Regions from separate parts of the Pan troglodytes genome. Here region 2 is linked to region 1. The links are chromatin contacts, called in public HiChIP or PLAC-seq maps. All regions are on one chromosome and are shown on one strand. The core of a region is the stretch at or near the end of the contact, and the rest is flanking DNA. Distances in the headings are between cores, read along the strand shown. Region 1 holds the start of NBEAL2 (neurobeachin like 2). Region 2 holds the start of SETD2 (SET domain containing 2, histone lysine methyltransferase).

Region 1 (6,862 bases), core at 846-3,345:
CTCACCTGACAAGCGCCCCTAAGCCCCTCTGTGACCACTCTCATCTCAGACAAAGCCTGCACAGTGAGGGGGACCTGACTGTATGGCTGTTTCCCTCTGGACTCAAAGATGATCCCCTCTCATTCCCATCCCCTCCTGGAGCAGCAAACTCCTCAGGGTCAAGTTACCTTTCCCGGGGAAGAGCAAACCCCAACCTGGGTCCAGTGGGCCTCAAGTACTGCCCCCAATCCCCAGCTTAGAAAGACTTGGGGTGGCCTCGACTGCAAGTCGCCACAAGATTCATGGCTACCCAGCAGAAGCTGCCAGAGTCTTCTTTCCTGCATGAACTAGAGTGTCCTGATAACCACGAGACCACTTAGGCTGAAGTCAAGATATTCTTTCAGTATGTGGGGGTCCCCAAAGCCACACCCCCTCTCACTTGGGAATAGGAGACCATGCCGCCCCCTCCCCACCTCCACTGCCAGGGGACAACCAGCCTCTTAGGCTGTTCCCTCCCCGAGTCTTCCCTTCCCAAGCTGGCTACAGGTGGACATCCACTCTTCCCCTTCCAACTCCCTTCAGAGGCCCATGGGCCACAGACTGCAGATCTAGCCCTCCCTTCACTAACCCTCTTGTCCTCACTAACCTGGGTCTGTCTAAGCCTTCTTCCCTGTAGTGGATGGGTTGCTCTGCCAAGGCCTGGCATGCAGTTTGGAGGTGCTCAGGAAACCTCAGCTCAGAGCTATGATGGATGAAGCAGGACAAAAGGCCAGAGGTGAACCAAGAAGCTGGGAGAACAAAACAGGACAGGGTCTCTGTTCTCTTGGCCAACCAAGGTCTAGGAGTCTCCAGACTGGTCAACTCCTGGAACCAGTAGCACCTCTCTGGGCCCAGAAAACTTCTCCCCAGCCCCAACAAAGAGCCTGACCCCTGCCCAACACCAGGGGTTGGGTCCCTGCCACCATCACCCCGTGCCCCTTTCCCCGTGTCCAGACTGTGAGGTAAGGGGATGGGGAAGGGGGCACGGGGTGATGGTGGCAGGGACCCAAAAAAGAGTCAGTCAAGCCTAGGTCCCTGCCCCTGCTGCCCAGGTGGTCCTCATTTGGTCAACTTGGGCGTCAGTTTCTCCATCTGTAAAACAGAGCCGGCCGGGTGCGGTGGCTCATGCCTATAATCCCAGCACTTTGGGAGGTCGAGGCGGGTGGATCATGAAGTCAGGAAATCCAGACCATCCTGGCTAACACGGTGGAACCCCGTCTCTACTAAAAATACAAAAAATTAGCTGGGCCTGGTGACACGCGCCTGTAGTCCCAGCTACTCGGGAGGCTGAGGCAGGAGAATCACTTGAACCCAGGAGGCGGAGGTTGCAGTGAGCCGAGATCGAGTCACTGCACTCCAGCCTGGGCGACAGAGTGAGACTCTGTCTCAAAAACAAACAAAAAACAGAGCCATGAGGCACCCACCTGTTGAGGTTAAAGAAACAACATATGTGAAGCAAGTTCTGGGCCCTGGAGTTGGGGAATGGGGGGAGCCCCTCCACTGGAGCGTTTGGGAAGGCTTCCTGGAGGAGGGAGGGGGACCCGTGGGAACGGTCTAAGCCTCTCTGGGATCTGGGAGGGCACCGCGGCCCCGAAGGTATTTCAGGCTAGTCCTGCTACTCTCTAACTTCCCGCCATCACACTCCACAAACAGCTAGAGCTCAAAAGTTGCGTTTCGGTCTTCCCATAAAGCGACAGAGTAGCACCTGGCATTTGATAAGCGCTACAAGGGGTCGTCATGGTGGTGGTGGTGATTATTGTTGAAGGACCCTCGCCACCTCCACGCGGCCCGCCGCCCCTTCCCTGAATGGCGGCAAATGCAGTCAGGCGATCAGCGTCCTGGGCGGATTCAGACACTGGGGAAGTCTGGAATTCCTCACCCCGACCCTCGTCCCGGAGGCTCAGGCTGGCCCTTCCAATGGCACTGGTGGGGCAGGGCGGCGGGGCACCCTCCCGGGCCGCCCGGCCCATAGGCCCCTCCTCCTGCCAGGCTCTCCGCCCTTTACATGGTCCCAGGAGAGGCGGGGCGGCGGTGACTGCAGCGAAGTGCAGGAAGCCGGGCGGCGGCCGGCAGTGAGGAGGAGGAGGAGCGAGCAGACTTGGGTGGCTCTGCGCCGCGGAGGCCACAGCCGCAGACTTCCCCAGTAGTACCGCGCCGCTCCGCCCCGGAGTGACGCCCTCCGCCCATGGGCCTGGCCGAGGGCAACCGGCGGGCGGCGCGGAGGAGGCGGCGACAGGTGGCGCGCAGCAGGGCCGGAGCCGGGCCGGGCCATGGCCGCCTCGGAGCGGCTGTACGAGTTGTGGCTGCTCTACTACGCGCAGGTGAGCCCGCCCCGCCCCGCGCCCGCACCCGCACCCGCACCCGCACCCGCAGCCGCGGTGCCCCCAGCTTCGCGCGCCCTGCGCCTGCTGCACCTGCGCCCCGCGCCGCTGGGGCCGCGTAGCCGCGCGCGCGCGCGCAGGGCATGCTCCGGCTCCGCACACACGTGTGTGCCCCCAGCCCGCCGGGTGCCTCTGGCACTTATGCCTTGGGGACAGAGCTCGCGGTCGTGCACTTCATAGCAACCCACCCCCGCGAGCAGGACCGTGCAGCCTGAGTCTTTCTTGCTAGAGGAGAGTGGCCTGGGCCGAGGCGGCCGGACACTTGGCCTTTTTACAAACGGGGAAACTGAGACCTGGAGAGACCTGGAGACTGGCCAGGAGGCTAGGGGGAGGGGGACTCAATTTGTCTATGAGCTGCCTCTCCCTTGGGCGCGGCCTGATTGGGTGGTCGTGGCCAACGGGTCTGGGGGTGTGGGCCAAGGTAGGGAGGTGTGTGGAAGGGGAATGCTCCCACTTCAGGTCCTTCTTGAGTTGCATCCCCCCACACCCCAGCGAACAGGCTGTGATAAGCTCTTCCCTGACTTGAAATGACCCACCCCACCCCACCCCCATTCTGAGGGGTAGACCCAGGACCTCTCTAGGAGCAGAAGAAAAGGTTTTCCTCTGGATGCCCAGGGTGAGGGTGGGTCCTTGAGGCCCTGAGGGATGTCTGAAAAGGTTGGAGGGAGGCCCGTTCCTCCTGAGCTCCCCACCCATCTCAGAAAATACTTCAGGTGGAGTCAGAAGGTGAGGGGAGTGACTCAGACGTGGGTGTCCCATCAGCTGAGAACCTGGTATCACTCACACCGTCTCACACACATAGTCCCCCATTTTCCTTCTGTACCCACAGCAGGGAGGGATCCCAGGGTAACACTCCCCTCCCTTTCACCCAGCACCTCCCTCCCTGCACCTGCCTGGCATCATGCTCCTGGCTCAGGTGTGCCCTGGGCACAATGGACCATTGTGTGCCCTGAACAGTTTGTCAGTGGGGGGAATTCATGCTCAGACACGCTGGCCCTCCATAAGGAGGCTGGCCCACTGTCTTCCACGGACCTGGAGTCCAGGCCAGAAGGACCACAGCCTCTTCAGTCCGCTCAGGTTGTGAGAGGTCCAGGCCCCAGCAGGAGGCCAGGCATGGAGTAGAGTCCCTCTTTGGTATAACTCAGATCGAACTCGACTTCTGAGCCTCTGCTTCCTGCCTGTAAAACTGACACAGCCCTGGCCGGGCACGGTGGCTCACACCTGTAATCCCAGCACTTTGGGAGGCCGAGGCGGGCAGATCACAAGGTCAGGAGATCGAGACCATCCTGGCCAACATGGTGAAACCCCATCTCTACTAAAATACAAAAATTAGCCGGGCGTGGTGGGGTGTGCCTGTAATCCCAGCTACTCGGGAGGCTGAGGCAGGAGAATCGCTTGAACCAGGGAGGCAGAGGTTGCAGTGAGCCGAGATCGCGCCACTGCACTCCAGCCTGGTGACAGAGTGATACTCCGTCTCAAAAAAATAAAATAAAAAAAAACTGACACAGCCCTGACCTCAGGGACTTCCTGGACTCTGCGGAGAGGTAGCCATTATAGCTGGTCCAGACCAGAGAAGGCTCCTGTTTTCCTGGCCCCCTTGGGTCCCCTCGCCCCAGCTTCTCTGCCTGCATCCCCAGTGGTTGTGAAGGAGCAGAGGGTTTGAAGAGAAGCCTACCCCTAGTCCTCCTTCCTCGGACTGCCCCATAGCTATGGGCAGGCTCTAGGTGCATGGGCAGGTAAAGGGGGCTTAAACCAGCTGATGAGTGTGAGGGATGTTAATGATAGGTCTTCAGCCTGGGTGGCAGGCTGCTGGGAGTGTCTTGGTATCTCCCAGGACAGTAACTCCAGCATGGTTGCCTCCTGATGCCCCATCTAGCTGAGCTCTGTACATGGCCACCCCCCATCCCCTCAGGAGGTGGTTATGGCTCATATCTGTGCTGAGCCTCCCCCTCCCGGAGCTCCTCACCTCGCAGGGCAGGTATGGAGCATAGGCTGGCAGGTTGTAGCTTTGGAAGCCTGAGCAGACAGTGGGCAGCCTGGGGCCAGGCAAACAAATCCAGGATGTAACAGCAAACCCAGGAGCCAGGCGGGGCCAGGCTGCCTGGGAAGAGGAAGCTAGGGCCAGCCTCCCAGCTCGCCTTCCTGCCCGCCTGCTCCTGCCCCTGATCCTGGAACCCCCAATCCAGGGAGGAGTAGGCTATGCAACTTTGAGTCCTGTTACGGACCTATTGTGTGTGTGCTTGGGGAGGGGGAGTGCAAGGTAAGGGGCAGAGCTGAAAGTGGGTGTTTAGAGACCCTTTAGTTGGCCAGCCACCCAGCCAGCAACACCTGCACCCCTCCCTTCAGCAGTGAGAGCTGACATCAGCTGGCAAACCTGTTTCCCCAGTTGTGGGTCTGGGTGGGGATGGAGAGGGGGGAGTAACTCCTTCCTGCCCTTCCTCTTCCTTAAAGACCCCAGGTTTAGACCCACCCACCCCCTCCCCCTGTGGGCCCGGCTCAACTGGGGGCCTCATAGTGAGGGAGGGGGCTGTGGGTGGCTGCTGAGGGAAGAAGGAAGGGTCAGAGCATCCCAGGACTTCACTCAGTTGGAGCTCCTTAGGGCCCTGGTGGGGAAACCAAGGCAGGGTCCTACTACGATTGTCAGACCTCACATGCAGTAGGTGCTCCTTGGGTATTAGCTGAATGACTGGATAGAGGAGGTGGGTCCCATGGCAGTGACCAGTCAGGAAGTCACCCCAGAGGAGGCTGAGTTTGGGCTTTGAGGGCTGAGAGGAAGAAACAGCAGGAGCAGTGGGACAAGAAGCAAATTGTCAGGAGTTGGGGCAGGGCAGAGCTAGTCAAGCAGGCCTGGTGGACAGGTGGGGGCTCATCTAGAGGACTCAGAGCCCACCAGAGCTCCCCCAGGGAAGGCATAGGAAGGGCAGGAGAGTCTTGGGGGACTGGGGACAGCACCTGACAGGCTGGCGGTTGGGCAGCCCATAAAAGTTAATGCCACATAGCATGCAGATGAGTGGCCCCTGTTCAGGCCGGAGCAGCAGTGATGTTCAGCAACCCCTCCAGTGAATGGGGTCACAGAGTGAGGGGGCACTGAATGTGGAAGGGCACTCAGGGTCACAAAGTTCAGGGCAGAACAAACCCTCAGGTGACAGGAGGGAGCAGAAGCTGACCTGTCCAGCTATGCCACTAAGGCCTCAGAAGGGTTCAGGGAGGTTAGGTCAGGCTGGAGGCAACCTCGTCCTGCCTACACTTCCCTCTCCCTAACTGATGATCTCTACTGCCTCTCAGAAACCTGGTCAGGCCCTCCACTCCCCCGGTACTTTACCTGGTCATATTCCTTTTTTTTTTTTTTTTTTTTTAGACGGAGTCTCACTCTGTCACCCAGGCTGGAGTGCAATGGCATGGTCTCAGTTCACTGCAACCTCTGCCTCCCGGGTTCAAGCGGTTCTCCTACCTCAGCCTCCCAAGTAGCTCAGACTACAGGCGTGTGCCACCACACCCGGCTAATTTTTGTATTTTTAGTAGAGACGGGGTTTCACTATGTTGGCTAGGCTGCTCTCAAACTCCTGACCTTGTGATCTGCCCGCCTCAGCCTCCCAAAGTGCTGGGATTACAAGCGTGAGCCACCGCACCTGGCTTTATCTGGTCATATCCTTTTTGGGCTTCAGTTTACCTTCCTGAAATGGGTAAAGGGAAGGTGGAGTCACTTCCTTGGTACTTGGTCCCCTGCCTCTATTACCAAGGCACCTGAAGGAGAAGGGCCTGTAGTGATAGGGAGATGAGCACACAGCCCAGGCTTGGGTGGGCACTGGTGATTCCTGGAGTTGTTATGACAACTGGGGAGCTGATGGGGAAGTGTGGGGTCCCCGTAGAAACAGGGTCAGTTACCATGGGGTCTATGGGGACCCTAGAAGGAAATTCCCATTTTCCTTAGTGATAGTAAAAGGGATTGGTCAGCTCTTGAGCCGCTTGCTTGAACCTACTTCCATTCTGTGGAGTGTACTTTCATTTCAATAAATCTATGCTTTCCTTGCTTAAAAAAAAATAGTGGCCAGGCGCGGTGTTTCACGCCTGTAATCCCAGCACTTTGGGAGGCTGAGGCGGGCAGATCACGAGGTCAGGAGATCAAGACCATCCTGGCTAACACAGTGAAACCCCATCTCTACTAAAAAAAAAAAAAAATACAAAAAATTAGCCAGGCGTGATGGTGAGTGCCTGTAGTCCCAGCTACTCAGGAGGCTGAGGCAGGAGAATGGTGTGAACCTGGGAGGCGGAGCTTGCAGTGAGTTGAGATCGCGCCACTGCACTCCAGCCTGGGCGGCGACAGAGCGAGACTCCGTCTCAAAAGAAAACAAAAAAAACAATAGTACAAGGGGATGGTCAGGCCCTGGGGCAGGGTGGGTGTCATGGAGATCAGAAGGTCCACCCTTTCAGCACCCCCTCTCCAGGTAAGTGGGAGAGACTGG
Region 2 (6,538 bases), core at 111-2,610, 180 kb after region 1:
TAGGTCTAACACCAGCAAACGGTGTTTAAGAACGGCTTTTCAAAACAATGATCTCGTGAGGGTTCAGGGAAAGAAGTGACTCCAGGCTTTCTGAGGTAGCAGATACAGCAGCAGATTCAGACCTCAAGAGAAATGTAAAGGTGTCCTAGACTGAAAAATTACTATTGGGCAAAACTGTGTCTCGGTTTTCCACAACATTGTCTTCTTTAGAGAATCCTCAAACGATTCTTGGTTTTTAACCAAGTCTTCACAAGAAATAGAAAGTCATCCGGTTAGGGTAAGAGATTCCTGTTACCAAGAAAATTGTGTCCGAAAGTGTGAAAATCTCACAACCTGCAAGAAAATGTATGTCCCTCAGGAGGCTTTCATTTTCAAGCGGAAAAACAAACCCGGTGTCACCTCAACAACGGGACCACACAAACCTCGCCATTACAAAACCCAAGTGCCAAAGGTGCACAATGTGAAGCCGGAAGCACTGCAAGGCCAGGATCGAGTTCCCAGGAGGAAAAAATCAAACTCAGGAGTGCAGCGCGGGCCCCTCCACGGCCCGGGGGCCAGGCAACCCGCGCTAGGCCCTTCCGGTCCGAGGCGCCGCCGTCGCGGGGAGGTCGGGCGACGGGTCGAGCTTCCACCCGAGCCCGGGGATTCGCGGCCTACCCTCACCGGCGCCCTCTTGCCGGGCCCGGCACCGGCAGCTCCTCCGACTCTGCCCTTTGGCTAGCAGCGGGGCCCGGACGAGCCGCGAGGAGCCCGCGAGGACCGCCGAGCCCCGGGATGGCCGGGTCGGTGCGGACACGGCGGTAACCGTAGGGACCGTGGCCGCCCCTCCCCCACCGGCCCGGCCCAACCGCCGCCGCGACACGAGCAGCGGCGCCAACGCTGGGCCCAACCGCGGGCCTGCTGCGGCCCCGGCCAAGCGGCTCGAAGTGGCGGCGCGGGCCTGCTCCCGACACCGACCGCGCGAGGCCACCGTGGGCCCGTTACTCCTCGCGCCGGCCCGCGCCGCCACCCGTCAGGACGCGCCGCCCTCGGCTGGGGATAAGGCGGCCGACAGCAGCGGGGGACCGCGGAGCTGATACTTACTCAGGGGTCGGGTGCTCCGGGTCGTAGAAATCCCCCATCTTCGGAGGCGGCTGCGGCTGCAGCTGCTTCATCGGGAGCGGCTGGAGACGGCGACGCGAGCCCCCTCCCCGCAGCAGGGCGACGCGGGGGAGGGGAGGGGAGGAGGCCGCAGGTCCGACCGCGGCGGCGGCGGCAGGGGCGGCCCGCGTCGCTACCTCGCTCGTCGCTCCCTCCCTCCCTCGGACGCCCGCCAGCCGCTCTCTCCCTCTCACCCTCACACCGGGAGCGACGCACACCCCACCCGCCCCTCAGCTTCGCAGGCCCGGCCCCTTAAAGAGACACACACGGGCCACCGATCTGCCGCCAGTCGGCGTGCCTGCAGCTGTTGGCTTGACCCCAGGCCGGGACGGGCGGAGCGGAACACTGCCCGGCGGGTCCAGGCCGACCGTGCCTGTGGCTCTCCGGAACAATAAACCCCCGGCCCCAGTGATGTGGGCCAGACCGGACCTGGAGAGGCGGCACCGCGACCCCTCCCGCAACCCGCCTGGCGGCCGGGGGCAGCGTGACCCGGCCCGCTACCGTGTCACAGCTGACGACTGACAAACAGCAGGCGACGTCGGGAGAACTCCCCGAGACACACGAGACATCAGCCTTCTCGCTCCGCGGCCCTGCAGGACCTGCCCGCCGGGAGCCCCGGAGTCCGCGGCAGCGCCGAGGGCCCCTCCCCCAGGCCTCTGGGCTCCGAGGTAACGCGGCCGCGGCTGCTCCCGGGCCCCTCGTCCCACTCGCCCCTCTCTTTTTTATTTTTCCTCGCCCTCTCTCTCCCTTGCCCGTTCATCTCGACCCTTTAGCAAGCATGGAAGCCCAGCGAGGCGGGGGATTGCTCGGAGGCCGAGCTCCCGCCAGCCTCCTCCGCCCTCCTGCCCGCTGTGCCCTCGGGGCTCCTACCTCCACCTCGGCGCGGCGTTCTGCCCCCACCCGAAGTCTCCAAGGCGGCAGCTCCCCTCTCCTGTGTGGTTCTTGGGGCCTTAGAGGCAATGTCATGAAAAAAAGGGTATTAATCACTTTCCTACAGAAATGATAAGATGAGACTAAGTAGAATAACTTGAAAGAGCTACGAGTTGTTATTTTTGGAAGGAGAGATAGGAACGCGTAAATCCAATAGCTAAACTTTCTAGACGCTGAAGAGTTTTTGGCGATAGATCATTTTGACATTGGGGGTTCATAGGGTTAGCGTTTTTTGTGTTGTTGTTGCTGTTGTTTTTCCACTAGAATTTTGAATCGGATTTTACCAGCAATTGGTAACGGAAAGGAAAGGATGTGTCTTCCAGTTGAGAAACAGTGGTTAAAAACTGAAAGTGGGCCAGGCGCGGTGGTTCACGCCTGTAATCCCAGCACTTTAGGAGGCCGAGGCGGGCGGAGTAACTAAGGTCAAGAGTTCCAGACCACACTGGCCAACATGGCGAAACCCCATCTCTACTAAAAATACAAAATTTAGCCGGGCGTGGTGGCGCACGGCTGTAATTCCAGGTACGCGGGAGGCTGAAGCAGGGGAATCGCTTGAACCCAGGAGGCGGAGGTTGCAGTAAGCCCAGATTGTGCCACTGCACTCCAGCCTGGCGACAGAGCAAGACTCCATCTCAAAAAAATAAATAAATGAATGAAAATAAAAAGTAAATTAGCTGGGCGTGGTGGTGCGCCTGTAATCCCAGCTACTCGGGAGGCTGAGGCAGGAGAATCGCTTGAACCCAGGAGGCGGAGGTTGTAGTGAGCCCAGATCGCACCATTGCACTCCAGCCTGGGCGATATAGCGAGACTCCGTCTCAAAAAAATAAAACAACAACAACAAAAAAAAACTGAAATATGATACGAGAGAATAAACATCCTTCAGTGGTTAACTTTTTAAAATAGCCTTTATATGTATGTAGGCTACAGTGTCTATTAGTGTTTTATAATCATTGTTTTTCACTTAGGGATTATTTTGGCTTTTGTTTTTTTTTTTCCTGGTACCTTTAGGGTTAGCATGGAGGTCCAGGGTCCATCTGACTCCCTAGGTTCGAATCTCCCAAGGCCATTTTTTTAACACACCGTGATTATTACTAATTTCCCTGTGGTTTTTCTCATTATAAAATGAGAATATTGCTGCCGACAGGTCTTCTCATTATTGTGAGGATTAAATGAGCTATTTGTTAAAGGCTTAAACTTTCAGTAAACGTCAGCATTCTTCAGCCATGATAGTGCAGAGTTTAAGAGCTAGCTCTACCTGGCATTGTGTACCAGGCACTTTCTAGCCCTGTGACATTGGGATGCTTGCTTCTTATGCTTCCCGTGCCTCACCTGTAAATGGGGTATTAGCCACTGTGCAGAGAATGTTGTGAACATGCTTGCACAGTGCCTTTCATTGAGTAAGTGCCCAGTAAGTGTTATCTTTTGGGCTTTGAAAGAATAGATTGAGGCCCTGTGCCTTAGATGCCACATAGGCAATTGGGAGTCACTTGACCTTGGACAGGCAGGAAAGGACAATTTTAGGTGGAGGTGGTTGAAACAATGTGAGGTGGTAAGGACCTAAGCTGAGGTGAATGAGAAAAAAGCAGTCAGGTGCAGGTTTCCTATTTCCTTAATAAGAAAGTAAGCAATTCTCTTGCAGGAGTTACAGCTGGGCACTGGAATGCCTGGTCTCATGATAGCATTGGTTTGGTCAGAACCCAATGCAATAAGCTTGTCAAGCCATGGGAATCAGTGAGAATTCTAAGCCCCAAACAGAAACAAATGAACTGGGTTTTTACAGGCAGTGCCTTCATCTATAACTGCACTCAGAGTTCTTTGGACTCATATTTTTAAGTCAAAGAGAATGCATGCTTGGAGCACATACTTGGGCCTGGCCTCCTGATCAAAGCTGTGGAATAATTCGGTTTTTCGTGTTATTAAATACTGACCATCCCCTACTTTCTGCACATGTTTAAAGGAAAAATGTCTAAAAAGCCCTAGCATGAAATATTTGAGGCATTCACTCCCAGAGTGCTAAAATCGTAAAAGCCTTTATAATTTCAGCTGGGTGTGGTGGCTCACGCCTGTAATCCCATTACTTTGGGAGGCCGAGGCAGGTGGGTCACCTGAGGCTGGGAGTTCAAGACCAGCCTAACCAGCGTGAAGAAACCCGGTCTCTACTAAAAATACAAAAATTAGCCCGGCGTGGTGGCACATGTCTAATACCAGCTACTAAGGAGGCTGAGGCAGGAGAATCACTTGAACCTGGGAGGCAGAGGTTGCAGTGAGCCGAGATCATGCCATTCCACACCAGCCTGGGCAACAAGAGCGAAACTCATCTCAAAAAATATATATATATTTATACTTTCTCCTACTGTTACTGTCTCCTGTGGGTCAAGACCAACCCTATCCCAGGAGATTCCAGGGTTGCCAGTAGTGACCCTGAAACAAAATCATCTCTTGCCTTAGGGAAGACAGAAGGCCAAAGGTCAATCACTCTCCACAGGTAGGCTTCGGGTACCTGGTAAGGGGTAGTAGAAAGAAGAAATGTAGACCGGGTGCGGTGGCTGACGCCTGTAATCCCAGTACTTTGAGAGGCCAAGGCAGGCGAATCACCTGAAGTCAGGAGTTCGAGACCAGTCTGACCAACATGGAGAAACCCGGTCTCTACTAAAAATACAAAATTAGCCGGATGTGGTGGCACATGCCTGTAATCCCAGCTACTCTGGAGGATGAGGCAGAAGAATCGCTTGAACTCTGGGAGGTGGAGGTTGCGATGATGAGCTGAGATCGCGCCACTGCACTCCAGCCTAGGCAACAACAGCAAAACTCCGTCTCAAAAAAAAAAAAAGAAATGTAGGTCGGGCACAGTGGCTCATGCCTATAATCCCAGCACTTTGGGAGGCCGAGGAAGGCAGATCACTTGAGGTCAGGAGTTCAAGACCAGCCTGGCCAATACGGTGAAACCCCATCTCTACTAAAAATACAAAAATTAGCTAGGCATGGTGGCGCACGCCTATAATCCCAGCTACTCGGGAGGCTGAGGCAGGAGAATTGCTTGAGCCCGGAGCGGGGTGGAAGTTGCAGTGAACAGAGATCGCATCACTGCACTCCAGCCTGGGCAACAAGAGTGAGACTCAGTCTCAAACAAAAAAAATGAATAAAATAAATAAATATGTATTTTCTCCTCTGTAGCATAGAAACATTTACTATCAACATCTTAGCATTTTGGGGAGCAGGAAATGAGATAATGTCTGACAAAGTACCTAATGCCTGTAAACTAATAGCCATACAACAAAAAATTGGCTACCTTATAAATTTAGGTAGATATATGAGGCTCAATACAATTGAAGATTTAGATTTAGTCAGTATACAGAATAAAGGCAGCATAATTTAGAATAAATTACTCATTCACATAAGTTTTGTTATATTGTTATAACTGTTTTATTAACTACTGTTAATCTCTTAGTGTGCCTAATTTATAAATTAAACATCATAAGTATGTATGTATAGGAAAAAACAAAGTATATTTAGGGTTCCAGGCATCCACCAGGGGTCTTGGGACCTATCCCTTGTAGATAAGGTGGGGACTACTGTAATTACAACTTTTTTTTTTTTTTTTTTTTGAGATGGAGTCTTGCTCTGTCGCCCAGGCTGGAGTGCAGTGGTGTCATCTCAGCTCACTGCAAGCTCCGCCTCCCGGGTTCATGCCATTCTCCTGCCTCAGCCTCCCAAGTAGCTGGGACCACAGGCACCCGCCACCATGCCCGGCTAATTTTTTGGATATTTAGTAGAGACGGGGTTTCACCGTGTTAGCCAGGATGGTCTCGATCTCCTGACCTTGTGACCCACCCACCTCGGCGTCCCAAGCCTAATTACAACTTATTTTTATTTTACAACTTATTTTACAACAATGAGCTACCGCACCCAGCCTAATTACAACTTATTTTTATTCCTATTCATTCTGCACATCCCAACACAAGGCAAGAAGAATCTAGAAAACAATGCACAACCTACATTGAGCTCCACCTCCTATAATTCCTATTAGATGTTATTTGTATCAAGTCAGCACCCTCCTACATAGTATTATTATACTCTGTAGTTGTTTTTCCTATACAGATAATCTTTCTGTTACATATTGCTTTGTTAACAGATTTTAATTACATAATATATCTATCTTACCAACTTTATAAGTTTGTTGTAGGCAGAAGCAATCTGTCTTTCCTATTTTATAGTGTTTGAGGCTGTAGGTAGCAAGTGTTGAATGAATAACTACTTTGTTACTTCTGAAAAGCTTACTTTTTGATTAATACTTTTCCTTTTTACCAATTCCTTTTTCTTTTTTTTCAGGCTCATCCATGGAATACCAATTCTTTTTCTTAGTGTTCACATTGGATTTTTCTGTTAAAAATAGATTGTTGGAGTTGGCTAACAAGTTGATGACTTCCAGTCAGGCACTCTCTTCTGTAAAGTCTCTTTTGTAAACTCC

What was found. HiChIP or PLAC-seq counts read pairs in DNA pulled down with a chosen protein or histone mark.
Region 2: an H3K4me3 HiChIP or PLAC-seq map of stem cell-derived excitatory neurons shows a contact between it and region 1, with 2.5 times the contacts expected there. The contact joins the promoter of SETD2 here to the promoter of NBEAL2 in region 1. A contact is called at or near these places in 1 of 7 Hi-C or Micro-C datasets (stem cell-derived neural progenitor cells) and 1 of 1 datasets of contacts at active chromatin or transcription factors (stem cell-derived excitatory neurons).

What each region holds. Positions count from the first base shown.
Region 1 is chr2:50,986,255-50,993,116 of NHGRI_mPanTro3-v2.0_pri, forward strand. NBEAL2 (neurobeachin like 2) reads left to right here and starts at 2,096. Exons shown (of 54, transcript XM_003309774.6): 1 at 2,096-2,339. The coding sequence starts at 2,289. CCDC12 (coiled-coil domain containing 12) reads right to left here and starts at 4,461. Exons shown (of 9, transcript XM_063806766.1): 1 at 4,366-4,461.
Region 2 is chr2:51,171,143-51,177,680 of NHGRI_mPanTro3-v2.0_pri, forward strand. SETD2 (SET domain containing 2, histone lysine methyltransferase) reads right to left here and starts at 1,361. Exons shown (of 20, transcript XM_063805652.1): 1 at 1,084-1,361. LOC129143616 (a long non-coding RNA gene) reads left to right here and starts at 1,417. Exons shown (of 4, transcript XR_010155182.1): 1 at 1,417-1,808.